2 separate regions of the Bos taurus genome follow, and region 2 is linked to region 1. A link is a contact called in public Hi-C data. All regions are on one chromosome and are shown on one strand. The core of a region is the stretch at or near the end of the contact, and the rest is flanking DNA. Distances in the headings are between cores, read along the strand shown. Region 1 holds the start of IGF1R (insulin like growth factor 1 receptor). Region 2 overlaps IGF1R (insulin like growth factor 1 receptor).

Region 1 (7,495 bases), core at 2,189-4,688:
AGGCATATACTTAAAAAATCTAACTTAACTATCTAAAATAATTTAATCTTATTGACATCTTAGTACTTTAGGATAAAACAACATTTTAAAAAATCACAGAGGAAAAGTCATTTTCTTAAAAAAAAAATCCTACAATTTAAGTAACTGTATGCATTTCTCTTTATTTCATATATCTCTTATGTTCTCAGGGACAAATGAATGAATTTACTAATACTAAAACTATATTGTGTAGTATTTAAAGATTTTATATTAGCATCATTCCTTTAAAAACTCAACTCTAAACTTTTGTCTTAATTTAGATGTATTGTAAAATCCTGAATACTAAATACAATGAAGATATGCTATTGATATTCCTTTACAGTTAATTGCAAAATGGATCTGTAGGCATCAAGACCAACTTCATGTAGGGTATTGTCTGGAGAAATATTTTAAAATAAAATTTAAAAATATAAGTAGATCAAATTTTAATTATTCATATGGCAGTGCCTACTTTTAAAATGACACGTGCTAAGTTTCGATTTCTTTTTAAAGATTCTAATTTCCTTCTTTCTTTGTTAATGTCCAGGAATATCTAAAACTGGAACATTTTAAAATTAAGCTGAATTTCAGTTAAACAAAACAATCCCATATGAATGACTTAAGTAAGAAAAGATTTATTTCCTTCTATCCAACTGACTCACTGAATTGAGCTAAAAATTTCCAAGAGGCAAATGATGTAGGGAATAAATATAGGGGGGAAAGGGCTAGGTTTCCATTATAATAGCTTTTGATTTGTTTTCAGCTCTTAATTAAAAAAATTATTTACGAACGATGGGATGCATAATGTAACGTCGAAATCTTTTACAATTAGAGTAAAAAAGGAAATCTACTTTCCTTTAGAACAGATCCGATCTTACCAGACAGCCTGATTATTTATGAGACAAACACTTCTACATCTCGACATCCACAATTCTTATTAGCCATCTTCTTTTTATTTACTGTTGACATCAATTAGCCTGAGTCATGAAGCCGGACCACATTAAAGGCGACACGTGGTCCAATCACTATGTTTAAAAGTCCACGTATTTCAAACTCCTCTCTCTAGATCTCGCTGGGCTGTTTCCCGCTTTAAGGACCTGGTTTCCGCAGCATTTATTCATTAGATGGCAGTCCAGGGGCAGGCTCTCTTTGGGGAAACCCCTCCTCGGGCACCTTCAAGAAAACCACGGAGGAGACCGGGCGGGCGCTAGTTTCCAGTCCTTTACGGAGCAAAGGAGGGAAGACAGACGCGCCCGGAAGGACGCGAGCAGGTGCGGGTGGGCTCCCGCAGTGGCCGCTCGGCGATCGGGCGCGGCGTGTCCGCGTGCCGAGAGCCCGGCCGGGAGACTTCGGCCCCAGGCCTCGAGCGCATCCTCCGGGGGCCCCCCGGCACGCCCCCTTGGCCTCCGGGGGCCCCCGCAGCCCCGCACCGAGCACGCGCCCTGGCCGCCGCCCGCAGCCGCCCACGTGGTGGGGCAGGCAGAGGAACCAGTCCGCGAGCCGCTCCCCGGACCCGCCGCGGGTCTCCAGTGCCGGGCCGGCGCAACCCAGCTCGGCCGGCCCCCGGCCCGGGCCCCCAGATTTCCTCTCCCGGAGGGAGGGGACACTCGGCGGGCCGGCCCTCCCCGTGCCCGCCGCGCCCCCTGGCGGCTGCGGCGGGGACGCGCCCGGGCGCGCGGGGCGGCCCGTCTGGGCCCCCCTACGCCCGCTCCGGGCCCCCGCCGGCAGTCTCCCCGGGCTCCCGGGCCCGAGCCGCGCCCTTCCCCCTGGCTGCCCGCGAGTCCCGGGACTATGGGGTCCCCTGGGGCGACGCCGCGGCCGTCCCGGCCTTGAGCCAAAGTGCCCGCTTAGTAGCCTGGTTGGGGGGGGGGGGGGCGTCTCCTTTCTCCCAGGTGTGCCCCTCCCGCCACATTCGAGCTTTCCAGCCGGCTGCGAAAAAATGCCGCATGCACGCACTTATTTATTTATTTTGCAACAGCTGCAAGACACAATGAAGCTTTTCAAGAACCGGGGCAACGCGCGCTCCAGCCGCGCTGTTGTTGTTTTCAATGAACCTCTCGGGCCTCGCGCTCCCCTCCCAGCCCGACCCAGCCCCTCCCCCGCTCCCCAGCCCGCTCCTCGGCCGGGCCGGGCCCGGCGCCGGGGGCATTGTTTTTGGAGTCTTGCGGGAGGGGCGCGCGCGTGCAGGCTGGCCGGCGCAGTGCGGTGGGGGTGAGAGCAGGGGCGCGCGCGCGCGGGAGCCGGTGCGCGCGGGCGGGGCGCGGGGGCGGCGCCTCGCCGCCTAGCCGCCCGCGCCGGGGCTCCGCTCCGCACGTCCCTGTGTTCCTGGGCTCCGGCTCTTGGCGCGCGCCGGCCGGGGCCCGGCCCTCCGCGCGCCGGGGCTGCGGCTGTGGCCGCACTAGTGCGCGCGCGCGTGTGAGTGTGTGTGCGCGGCCCCGAGCGCACGCGCGCGCCAGGCCCCAGTGTGTGGCAGCGGCGGCGGCAGCGGCGCGGCGGGGCTGAGGCTCTTGTTTACCAGCATTAACTCCGCTGAGCGGAAAAAAAAAAAAAGAAAAAAAAGGGGGGGGGGGGAACAACCCGAGGAGGAGCGAGCGCACCAGGCGAACTCGAGAGGCGGGCGAGGGAGGGGGACGCCACCGGCGAGCCTGGCCCCGGCGCGCCCGTGCCTGGAGCTTGCCGACCCCCGGGTCCTCCACGCCCCTCCCGCGCGAGGGGAGCTCCACGGCGCGCCGCGGCTTTGACCTTCAGCGAGCCGGAGCCCCCGCGCCGAGCCGGCGGCGGGCGGGGGCCGGCGCGGGGCGGGCGGCGGGAGCGCAGAGCGCGGCCGGCCCGTCGCTTTGTGTGTGTCCTGGATTTGGGAAGGAGCTCGCGGCGGCGGCGGCGGCGAGCGGAGCCCGGCGGAGGAGGAGCAGCAGGAGGAGGAGGAGGGGAGCGGCTCATTCATTTTTCCTCCGCATTTCTGCCCCCGGCCGGCCTCCCCCGCGACCCGGGCTCTGGGGCCGTGTTGCGAACTGCGTCGCGCCCTCCCGCCGCGGAGGCTCGGGCGTCGGGCCGCCTCCCTCTCTGTCTGGGGTCGGGTTTGTTTTCCTTCGCCAAGACGGATCCGGGCTTGGCCCCCTTCTCTTCGCAGTTTTTCCTCCCTCCTGCCTCTCTGGGTTTGAAAATGGAGGCCGACGACGCAGACAGCCCGCCCCGGCGCGCCCCGGGTTCCCGACTCCGCCGAGCGCTGGGCCGCGGCTGCCGGCGCTGAGGGCCGCCCGCCGCCACCGCCCGCCCCGTCCGCGCCTCCCCGCGGACCCCCGGCCGGCGCCGCCTCGGGAAGTGTTGTCGCCTTCGCCCTTGTTTTTGGAGGTGGGGGGGGACGAAGACTCGGAGACTTTTTCTTTTCCTCCTCCACCACCCCCCCCTTTTTTTTTTTTTGAGAAAGGGGAATTTGGTCCCAAATAAAAGGAATGAAGTCTAGCTCCGGAGGAGGGTCCCCGACCTCGCTGTGGGGACTCCTGTTTTTCTCCGCCGCGCTCTCGCTCTGGCCCACGAGTGGAGAAAGTGAGTATGTGCCCGCCGCCCGCGGCCACTGCGGGAACTTTTCCTCCGAGGGGCTGCGCCCTGTTTGCGAAACCCGAGTTGCCACCGTCGCAGCTGTCGGGCTCCCGGGCTCTGGGGCCGCGGGGCGGGGCGCCGAGGGGCTCGGCCGCAAAGCCAGGGGGGACCCCTGGGCCCAGGTCGTTGGGTTCGGAGGCCCGCGCGGCCCCGGGCTCGGCGCATCCCCGCGCGGGAAGGGCCTCGGTGGCTCTCCCTTCCGCGGTCCCGAGAGCCCTGCTCCGCGGCCCGGCTGTCTGGGCTGCGCTCCATACCCGGCGGCCCGCGGCGGGGCCAGGCCCCGGGGCTCCAGCGGGGAAGTTCGCGCCCAGCCGTCCGCACCGCGCGCCCGCGCGGGGCCTCCCGACACGCGGCGCGCAGGCGGCGGTGACAGCTCGTGCGGCGCCCTCGCGGCTGGGGGCAGGTTCGGTGCTCGGGGGTGGGAGCGGGCAGCCCGCCGGCCCCGGGGCTGCAAGGTGCCCAGGAGGAGGTGCCCGGCGGGGAGGCCCCGCGGCCCCAGGACAGGTTTCCAGACATTCCAGCGAGATTTCCTGTCGCTCGCCGCGCTTGGCCCCTTGGGCTCTTTGGGTTCCCTGTCGCTTTCGCTGGATCCGCGGCGGGTCGCCAGCCCCGTCCGGCCTCCCGGGACTGCTCAGTGCGGCTGGGGGTGCGGGGAGCGTTCCCACTTACATCTCGCACCCCACGGTGCAGCCCCTGGAAAAAGGCGAAGTCGGGGGCTCGGCGTCAGTCGGGCTGTTCTGGACAGCGCGTACGGACCCCGAGTTCAGAGGGTTTGGGGGGCCCTTCTCCCCGTTTTCTAGCGGCTCGTGGACTCCTTCTTCGTCCCGGCGGGGCTAGGGGTGGTAGGGCGGCCTTCGAGTGTGCGGGAGTGGGTGTGTGGTCGGAGCCGACGTGCATTTCCACACACGTGCTCGCAGCCACACGGCCGCCCAGGGACACCGGGCCGCCGTGCCCCGGGGAGAGGTGGCCCGCGTCGCGGTTTCGGGCGCGCGGGGCCCGGCGGCGGTGGGCGTGCGGGGAGGGGGCTCCGCGTGGCGAGCGCGCGGCCCCGGCTTGGGCTTCGTGTCCCGAGTTGTGTTGCGCGCCCCCCACCCCCCGCCAGCACTTCCTCTGCACAGTTAATAAGCAATATCGCTCCACGCGCTGCCGCTTGCAATCTGATAGCTTTTGTTTTGGTGGTGTCGGCTAAGGGTAGGGACGGGCAGGGAGGGAGGGAGAGAGAACTTAGGGCCCCGCGGTATGTGGAGCGGGGAGAGGAGGGGTTTCCATTCTTCTCCAAACAGTAAAGGGAGGCTCTGCTGGTCCATTCGGGACGGCAGAGTATCTTGAGCACGATTATAAAGTTTAAATGTAGGCACAGAACTGGGGCTGGGAACGGCGAGGGCGTGTTGGTGAGTAATGTTTGCCGAGTGTATGCAGGTGGTGCCAATTAACTTTGAAAAATCACGACTGCGCCTTGCACAGTGAGGGGGAGAGTCAGGAGGCAGCGGGGGCTGCCTGGCCCGTCTTAGGTGCAATTCGGAAAGACTGTTCGTATAAACAAACCCTTCTTAAACGTTTTGTAAGAAATGCGTTCACGACGGAGTATGAGCAGATTTTTACAGGATTAGCGTGTTTACTGCGTGGAGTAAGACTCGCTTTGAGTCCGGACCCTCCACAAATCTGAGCTCTCCTGCTCTTTGTTTCCTGAAGTTTCCGCACGCTGGATTGGGCGAAAGGCTCTCGGCACCCTTCTAAGGCTCACAGATGGTGTTTGGGGGCACAGAGGGGGGCTTCTAGCCTTCAGGAGCTAAATATAGTTCAGGAGACACAAGAGAGTTAATCCATTTTATTACGGCATGTTGTTGAACTGTGTCCTGTCTCTAGTTTTATTGTTTAATGTTAGTAAGTTCTGAAATTCACAACACCAGGGTTGGCCTTGCTTCTCCGACGCAGGGCTCCGGGATTTTAAAATAGGATGTCTTGTTGTTTGGAATTCTTGATGAAAAATACTCTTTGTGAAAGGTGTTTTGTTCTGTTTGTTTTTCTTGAGAAAACAGGCAGGAGAGGAAGGGGCGTTTTAACTACTTTTATAGTACAAGATGCCAAACTTTGCTCAAGGATCCGTTGCAAATAGTTGGTTTCTGAAAACTTGATGGATGGCCAGAAGACGCCCCATTCCTGATTATGGTTTGTTGAAGTTCTAACTCACTACCTGCCCCTCCCTATAGCTAGGAAGTTTTCAGGAGTAAATGGTATGCTCAGCATGTGTTCAGCTCTTAGTCCAAAAGGTGCTGGAACTCTTACTTCTGATAGAACTAAAACCACCGGCTCCTATCAGAGACAAGCATTGTTTTGACTGTCTAGTATAATATAATAAAGATTGGGGTGCTGTTGATTAATAATGTGTTGGCTTATTTAGGGATTAGTGTTTTCTCTCAGAGTGTAATAGCAGTAGGGGTGATTAAAAAAAACACAAAAGCCTTTAATTTGGAAAACCTAGCAGTTTTGAAGCAGACGAAGTCATAAAGACTTTGTATCAGTGTACTGTGAACACTGCATCTAAAAAAGGGAGGTCTGGAAGTTAGGAGTGATAGCCAAATAATATGATGCTTAAAAAAAACAATCAGTGTGCGCTTTAAAGGTATTGTGGCCGTCTCATTAAAAAGATTCAGTCATCTTTCTGCCCCAGGCACAGTAATACCCTATTGTCAGGGAAATGTAGGTATGTGAAAGATGGGTGTTTAAAGAACTTTGCTGTTTTATTACCAGGAGAAGAATCCCAGAATAAGAAGTTTGGAAAGAACCTAAATAGCAAATTATAGTTTAGCCTCTCTAGAGGGAAATAGCAAGTAAAGGGTACTTTTGTGGAGAGGTGGGGTGTGGGTTTGAAGTTTAAAAGGTTATATGTTTAATTTGTGAGAAGGATTAGAAAAGTCCAACATTAAGAAATATGCTAAGGTTGACTGGAAGAACCTTAAAAACATCATGCTTAGTGAAAGAAGTCAGTCACAAAAGACCACATATTGTATGATTCCATTTATATGAAGTCCAGAATAAGCAAATCCATAGAGACAGAAAGTAGATTAGTGGTTGCATAGGGCTGGGGAAGGAGGGGGTACGGGTTTCTTTTAGGGGTGATGAACATACTCTAAAATTAGATTGTGGTAATGGTTGCACAACTTTCTGAAAATGCTAAAAACCATTGAATTGTGTACTTTAAATTAGTGACTTTTATGGTATGTGAATTATATCCCAATAAAGCTGTTTTTCTTTCAAGAAACATGTTAAGGTTGAAAAGAATGTATTGTGTTACTTTGAACATAGAATCTGTTGATAGATTAAAATTATTAAGTAACTTTGTCCAGCAGGTTGGTGTCTCCTTTTTTAAAATTTATGGAGTTTTTCAGACTCATGAACTACAAATTGATCATTGAAGCTAAAACAGCGGAGATTGAATGCCATAGGGGAAAAGGACAGACAGGAAAAAAGAAGCTTGGTTAGGAATAGCTCACATGAAGGATTAAGGGGTTGGGTGAAAAGAAATGCAAGTGCTGGGAGTGAAAGTCAGATTTGTGACACTGAAATCCTTGACTGAATCTGAAACGACGTTGGTCTTTCCAAGACTAGAGTTTAGGAGCTGAGTCTGATGGCGTTTTGTATTCCAGTTTTCTTACAAGTTTTTTTTTCCAACAAAGAAATAATGTAATGTTTTAAGAGGATAAAGAATTCCCACTGTCTCTTTTGATATCCCATATTAACCACCCTGGTAGTATAAACTTAAGAACTGCTTATTGTAATACAGTAGACTTTTTCTTTTCTTTTTTTTCTCTTTTCTTTGTTACTTGTTTTATTTCTTAAATAGTTGCAGAGTCTGAGCAGGAAAGAGAATTTCTGT
Region 2 (7,495 bases), core at 3,427-5,926, 200 kb after region 1:
AGGGACTCTCAAGAGTCTTCTCCAACACCACAGTTCAAAAGCATCAATTCTTCGGTGCTCAGCTTTCTTCACAGTCCAACTCTCACATCCATACATGACCACTGGAAAAACCATAGCCTTGACTAGGTGGGCAATGCAGAAGATGGGTTCAATCCCTGGGTCGGGAAGATCCCCTGGAGAAGAGAATGGCTACCCATTCCAGCATTCTTGCCTGGGGAATTTCATGGACAGAGGATCCTGGCAGGCTACAGTCCATGGGGTTGCAAAGAGTTGTACACAACTGAGCAACTAACACCCAATAAAGGGCAGTGACTTCCAAAATTGTGGGCTTATTAGAATCACTTAGGGAATTATTATTTTTTTTTAATTTCAAAGTTCAGGTCATACCCCAGACCAATTAAATCCATCTCTGGAAGGTGGGACACATATTTCATGTTTGTTTGTTTGTTTTTTTAAGTCCTTCAAGTGATTTCATTGTACAGAGTTTGAGAACCATTGAATTAGGGTTTATCCATACAGTGGAATGTTATTTAGCTGTTGAAGTAGATATCTTCAACATATATTAAGTGAGCAAAATAATAAGCAGAACAGTGTGCTGCTGTTGTTCAGTTGCTCAGTCATGTCCAACTCTTTATGACCCCATGGAGTACACCATGCCAGGCTTCCCTGTCCTTCACAGTCTCCTGGAGCTTGCTCACACTCATGTCCATCGAGTTGGTGATGTCATCCAACCATCTCATCCTCTCTCATCCCCTTCTCCTCCCGCCTTCAATCTTTCCCAGTATCAGGGTCTTTTCCAGTGAGTCAGCTCTTCACATCAGATGGTCAGAGTATTGGAGCTTCAGCTTCAGCATCAGTCCTTCCAATGAATATTCAGGATTGATTTCCTTTAGGATGGACTAGTTTGATCTTGCAGTCCAAGGGACTCTCAAGAGTCTTCTCCAACACCACAGCTCAAAGTCATCAAATCTGTAGCACTCAACTTTCTTTATAGTCCAACACTCACAGCCATACATGACTACTGGAAAAACCACAGCTTTGACTATACGGACCTTTGTGGGCAAAGTAATGTCTCTGGTTTTTAATAGACTGTCTAGATTTGTCATAGCTTTTCTTCCAAGGAGCAAACATCTTTTAATTTCATAGCTGCAATCAATATCTGCAGTGATTTTGGAGCCCAAGAAAATAAAGTCTGTCACACTGATTGCATTGTTTCCCCATCTATTTGCCATGAAGTGTTGGGACCAGATGCCATGATCTTAGTTTTCTGAATGTTGAATTTTAAGCCAGCTTTTTCACTCTACTCTTTCACTTTCATCAAGAGGCTCTTTAGTTCTTTTTCATTTTCTGCCATAAGGGTGGTATCATCTGCGTATCTAAGGTTATTGATATTTCTCCCAGCAGTATTGATTCCAGCTTGTGCTTCATCCAGCTCAGCATTTCATATGATTTACTCTGCATACAAGTTAAATAAGCAGGGCGACAATATACATCCTCGACGCACTCCTTTCCCAATTTTGAACCAGTCTGTTGCTCCATGTCTGGTTCTAACTGTTGCTTCTTGACCAGCATACAGGTTTCTCAGGAGTCAGGTAAGGGTATTCTCATCTCTTGAAGAATTTTCCAGTTTGTTGTAATCTACACAGTCAAAAGCTTTAGCATAGTCAATGAAGCAGTACTAGATATTTTTCTGGAATTCTTTTGATTTTCTATGATCCAGTGGATGTTGGCAATTTGATCTCTGGTTCCTCTGCCTTTTCTCAATCTCTTGTGTGAAAGGCAAAAATAAAAACATTCATATTTGTCAAATACTGTAAGCAAAGTATGGGAAGGCAGATTCTGTGTTGTATCTGACATACTAATATATATATATATATATATTTTCATTTCTGAGCTACAAAGTTATTATCTATGCCAAATTTTTTAAAATTTTTTATTGTGGAAAGTGCTAAGTTTGTCAATAATAGTTTACCCTGTCCCACCATTAATCTGTATTTGTTTGGGAAAGTTATATAATGGATGATACATGTAACATGTTACACAGGGAGCAAAGAGGTACCCCTGGTTCCAGCTGTAGAACCTGGGATTCTCAGGACGACTGGGACTCCTTGGGTTAAGTGGGGCCACAGAGCTTAGTCCTGTCTCCACCTCGTATGGTTCTGTGAGTGTCAGACTGAGGGTTCTGAGGCAAACCCTCCCAGAAACCTCACCTTCCCTTTGCCTGAATGTGCTGCTGAGTGGAGCCTCCTATACTGTCCCTTATGGCGCCCAGAGTTGCTTTGGATCGAGGTACGCTGGAGATGTGGTTGTATATCCAGCAGATGAAAAAGAAGACAGACTATAAAGACAGCAAGTGGGTAATCAGATAGGAAGGATGGTAGTTAAATCTCATGATGAAAATGAAACAGATCTGTGTAATAGTGGCCCGGAGGTGGGCGTGGTGGGCGTAGAAGTGACATTTGAGCAAGAGAGCTGAAAGGGGAGGAGGAGCCCGCCCACAGTCAGACAGAGGCGGGGTCTTAAGGGAGAGGCACTGGGGAAGGACCCTGTGGCGGAGCCAGCTTGAAAGTGGGTGCACTGTCGGGTCTGGAGACCAGAATGGACCGGTCTGTGGACACCTGGTGGGGGAGGAAAGCACTTTGTGGATTTGCCTTTCAGTTCTTGGTTCTTGCGTACACCACGCCAGCTGTCGGACTGTCATTGTGTCCCGGCCAGGCAGAGATGCTCTGGGGGAAGGGGTGGCAGGAGCTGGTGAAAGGTCTGCTCAAGGTAGGGAGCATTTTTTAGGCTGAAGAAGAATTTTCCTCTTCTCGGGAGGGCAGAAAGGGGCCTGAGTGGCAGAGGAGACGGCAGGAACAGCTGCGTGTATGCAGGGAACCACAGAGGGGCAGAATTGCCAGGGCCTCCACCTGGGGGTCGGGGGGATGGGGGTACGTGTCAGCCAGAAGCCAGCTCGGAGAGCACCCTCTGAGTGAGCTGGGGGCGGGGAGAGGCTGAGGACCGCCTGCAGAGGTGCGCAAGTCCAGAGCATGCTTACCGCATGCCTACATCTCCGTTGACACATCAGAAGCCGACACCACTTTTGCCCTCGGGAAGTTCAGTGTCTCCCGAGGCGGCCAGAGCTGCGATCCGAGTCTGCACGCAGTATTGGCCTGGCCATCAGGGGTACCGAGAGGCGCGGGCTGCAGGGGCGGGAAGTGGTGGAGAACAGCGGCCTCTCCCGGGCTGGCAGGGGATAGCGCAGAAGGCAGAAGGAGCAGACTGAGTGAAGGGCGTGAAGGGTGTGTACGGCGGGCACTGGAGCCTGCGACCGGAACCGAGTGCCCCAAGGGAGGTTGGCTGGAAGGAAGGAGGCTGCAGACCTGGGGGCTGGGTCTAGGGTGGAAGGGACAAGGGCACTAACTCCACGCCGCAGGCAGTGGGGGCGAGGCGCTATTGGAGCAGGCGGACAACAGAGGCTGGCAGTCCGTGGAGCTGGGGGGTGGGGGGTGGGGTGATACAGAGGACCCCCAGGTTCACTCTTAAGTTGCATCCTGCAAGGAGCCCTTTGTATCTTTATTTTTAAAGCTCTCCAGCAATCTGGCTGTCTGGCCACGGGTGGCAACATGGCTAACCATGAGAGTGTAGAGTCAGCAGGCAACCAGGTGTCCTTGGAGATCCCGCCTGTGTCCAGCCCCACCCCCCTTCCCTTCTCCATCAGCGCCGGAGGCCTCTCTGTGGACTCTCCCAGGAAGGTAGTGTCTGGAGACCTCTCTGTTGATTGTGCCCCTCCTGGAAGCAGCCCCAGGAGCTGCCGGGCTTGGGGGAGCAGCTCCTCCATGGTGGAAGCTGCCAATTTTCTTGCTGAGGTCCCAGAAGGATGGTGAGGCCAGGAGGAGGAGTGGATTGTGATTCAAGTCAAACTAGATCAGGAGTTACCTTGGCATGCGTGCAATATCCTGGGTGAACTACCCCCTCTATGGAAAATGCAAGTTAACTGTTTATTTCTTGTCAAAGGAGCTTAATACAACATCATCTCAGTTTCTTTTTATATGTATGTTTCCAAACAGGGTCAGCCCTGAGTGAGATCACAGCTCCAAAAACTTGTGATGAAAAGGTCTAACAAGGCGTCTAATTCACCTCTGTGAAGGGCACATTATGTAAGCAAACAATTTTTAGTACCAGGGTTTAAAATCACTTCTGCAGAGACAAAAGTATACACTGTGGAGGGAGCGGGGAGAGGGAGAGTCAAGTGAATCGGCCCTCGCCCGTTCCCTTTTGGGAGTTTTTAAGTTGTACGAAGAAAAAGGAGAGCGAGAATTGTAGAAACAAAACCTTTTTGGTTTTTCCACGGAACAAAAATGATGGGAAGCTGCAAGTCAGCAGTTCTCGCCCAGGGGATCTAAAGGGCGCCCACTCATGTCTGCTTTTCTGGGGGGCCCTCGGCCGTCTTGCCGCCGCTGGTTCCTTTTGTCTCGGGGCCGCCCGGGCTCGGGGCGAGGACCAGGGCAGCGGGCATCCCGCGCCCTCCCCGCCGCGGCGCACCGAGGTTGTTTACTACTTTCTACTCCGAGTGGCACGCCAATCACGAGGACCCGCCCTCCCCGCCGCCCAATCGGCTCGCTGGGAAAGTCCACCGAACCAGGGGCCCGGGCGGCGACTGGCCGGCACGGCCGTCAGTCAAGCGCGCATCCCGCAAGGATGCGGCGGGAGTATTGGGGCAGCGATCAGCAGAGCGGAGGAGGAGTAACCTTCCCCATAAACAAGATGTGCGCCCCCCGCCACCCCCCGCCATAAAACGGGAGTGCGGGCACCGAAGCGTAACCCAGCCCTGGGGCCTCTGCGAAGCCGAGCGAGCGGCGCGCGGAGCCGGGGAATCCCTCCCTCCCTCCCTCCGCTCGGCCTCCCGCCCACCGCCGCAGTTGTAAACACGTTTCCCTCCATGTCTGTTTTCCTTCTCACAGTGGCCATTACAGGCTGCTGTTTACCAGAATCTCACAGGGCACGGACAGCCTTCTGGCCCCCGTCCTCCATTGCCCGCGCCCCCCCTGCCCTCATGCCGGCCTCTTTCTTTTCCCTCCGGCTAATCTTGCAGACTAAAGGAGGCTGGGTTGCCATCAGGCTGGTTTTCATTTGATTCCTGCCCATGTGGGACAAGTCACGCTTTGTCAACATGCACCATTTTCTGCGGAGATCGTGCTTCCTTTTTAAATTGCGTGCTTGGGCTAGACGGATTTTGGTTAGGAACACTGCACACGAAACTGGCGCAGCTCGGGAAGGACTGGGTGGGTTTGACTGTTTGGGGATGCTTGAATGCTATTTTAATAATGCGTTTCCTTCCAAAACGGGTCTTGAATGTTTCACCCACTAGTAGGTTTGAGATCTGATGCTCTACCATCACCAGCAGCACACGCAAGAAAGACAGCATTGTGTTGAGCTCAATGTTTTTGTACCTTCCTCTGTGGTCTGAATCAGGTTTCCCATTTCCAGCTGCACAATGTGGTTGTATTCAGTGAGATAGGGGCGTAGTGGACAGGAATTATTTGTGACAGGGCTGCCTGGAAGATGCGGACTGGAGTTTGCGCGGCCGGGAGCAGCATCACTGTCTGAAGCTTCTCTGTTATGCTACAGAGGCTCCGAGCAGGAAACGCAGGCAGAATGGCAAAATCCAGCATGAGCATGTGGCATTTGGTTCCAAAATGCCCCCCCTTTTTAGGAGCGGCTGTTCCAGATGACATCCAGTCTTGTTTAGCGATTCTTTTCAAAAGAAAGGAAAGTGCTCTATAAAGAGAGCTTGTTTGGGGATATTTTGTGAGAAGCCCCGTCAACAAAAAATAAATGATTTTGAGGTTCTGGTTTGCTGAGTGGAGGTTAGGCCTCCTTCGGGCCTGAATCACAGTCATAAAAAGAGAAGGCTTCTGCTTCTTGGTTTATGGTAACTGCAGAAACGCAGCGGAGCTGTAGCCGTGGGGCAGGACATGTCAGCCCTGCAGCCTGTGTGCTTTGTCAGCAGTGGGGCGTGTGAGGTGCTTACCGGGAATGAAAGGAGGGAAGGATACACTGCAAATATAAATATAAGGAATGGTACGTGGTGGTCGTCATTTGCAAGAGCAGCTTCCAGGCCACTTAAACCCTAGGAGATATGTCCCATTTCAACTTAGCCGTCCTATCCGATTTGGATTTCTTTGCCTGTCTCTCTCCCCCTGCTTTCGCTGTCCCTTTGCACTCCACAACTAGGATAATTTTCCTGAGAGGAGGGGTCTCGGCGCCATGGGTTGGGAGAGGGGCCAGGGCAGAGTTCCGCCCAGCCTTGGGGGCCCTGCGGTTCTGGGTGGCATTGTCGCCCCCCGCGTGAAGTTTCAGAGAGGGCGAAGGCAGGCAGAGAGGCACTGCAGCCTCAGGCAGGGTACTGTCATTCTCTGAGCCCCAGCTTTGGCCCTCCTGAGCTCGCGGGGGGCCATTCCTTTGACCCCTGTGAGCCTCGGTGTCCCCCCGGGGTGAGATGGAAAGCGTGACGCCCTGTGCAGGCTTGTGAGGCCTAGGGAAGCTCCCCAGGAAGGGCGCCTGGCTCCCTCCAGGGCCCCTGGAGGTGCCCTACTGGCCTCTGCTCAACCCTCCTTCTCTCGGCCCCTTCCCGAGGGCCTCCTCCTGGTTCGGAGTGGCACGCTGAGCTCATCTTTTGTTGGCTTTCTCTGTCACCTGCTCTTCCCTGGCCAGGTCAGCCTGTTCGTTTTTCCACGCCAACAGCCTCTCCGTGCCAGTAAGTCACGTCTGAATAACCAAAGCCTGTTTCCCTGCATGAGGACGCCAGGGCAGGCGGGTCCGGGAGCCAAGCGGCTTCTCTTGTTCAGATAGAGCGGGCGGAGCAGGAGAGCCCCGGCGGCTCTGCCGACCTTGGTGGCTGGAGACCGGTTTGGAATCACCTTTAATCTCACCCCAGGGTCAGGTTCCCCAGGGCTTTCCCGCGTGATTGGGCCGGGAGCTCGTGCTGATCTGGCTGTAGCCCTCCCCGCACCGGCCTCCAGACCCCTCAGCGCCCCTGGCTGGGTGTGGCTCCCGAGGCCACTCCTGACCAGCCTCCCCAGTTCTGGGTGCCCCCCAGGCCCACCCAGTCCAGCTTCCAGAGCTAGCTCCAGCCCGCCCCTCCCCACAGCCCTCCCCGCGGCTCTGGCCCCTCACCCTCTGCCCCTATGAGCCTCATCCTCAGCACCCGGGGGACCCCCACCCTGGCCTGGGTTGCGTCCTCCAGGGCCTCGGGGGCATCTTTTACTTTCACAGCATCCCCCAGCCCGAGTCATATAATGTCATTCAATGGCACCCCGGGCTCCGGAGCCAGACACACTGGCACCGTGGCCACATGACCGACCCTCTGAGCCCGTCTTCCCTCCTCTGTAAAGAGAGGTGACGACACCTGTCCCTTGGGGGAGCCATGAGGATTAACTGTGCTTGGCACCAAGTTGGCTCTTGGGAAGTGTGAGTTATGGTAAGCGGTTTTTGTCAGCCATAGATGGAGATG

Evidence for each region. A called contact is a pair of places that touch in the nucleus more often than the background predicts.
Region 2: a contact with region 1 is called in a Hi-C map of liver, with 4 times the contacts expected there. The contact joins the enhancer-like site here to the promoter of IGF1R in region 1. A contact is called at or near these places in 2 of 11 Hi-C or Micro-C datasets (liver and skeletal muscle).

The regions. Positions count from the first base shown.
Region 1 is chr21:7,776,855-7,784,349 of ARS-UCD2.0, forward strand. It overlaps IGF1R (insulin like growth factor 1 receptor), which reads left to right and starts at 3,439. Exons shown (of 21, transcript NM_001244612.1): 1 at 3,439-3,564. The coding sequence starts at 3,471.
Region 2 is chr21:7,979,940-7,987,434 of ARS-UCD2.0, forward strand. All of the region lies in intron 2 of IGF1R (insulin like growth factor 1 receptor), which reads left to right. Among named protein-coding and RNA genes, the nearest start is that of PGPEP1L, 180 kb to the right of the region's middle. Within about 2 kb of position 4,677, at least 89 of the 102 cell types and tissues checked have an H3K27ac peak or open chromatin away from gene starts, as enhancers often do. A contact at or near this core is called in liver and skeletal muscle, where this site is marked.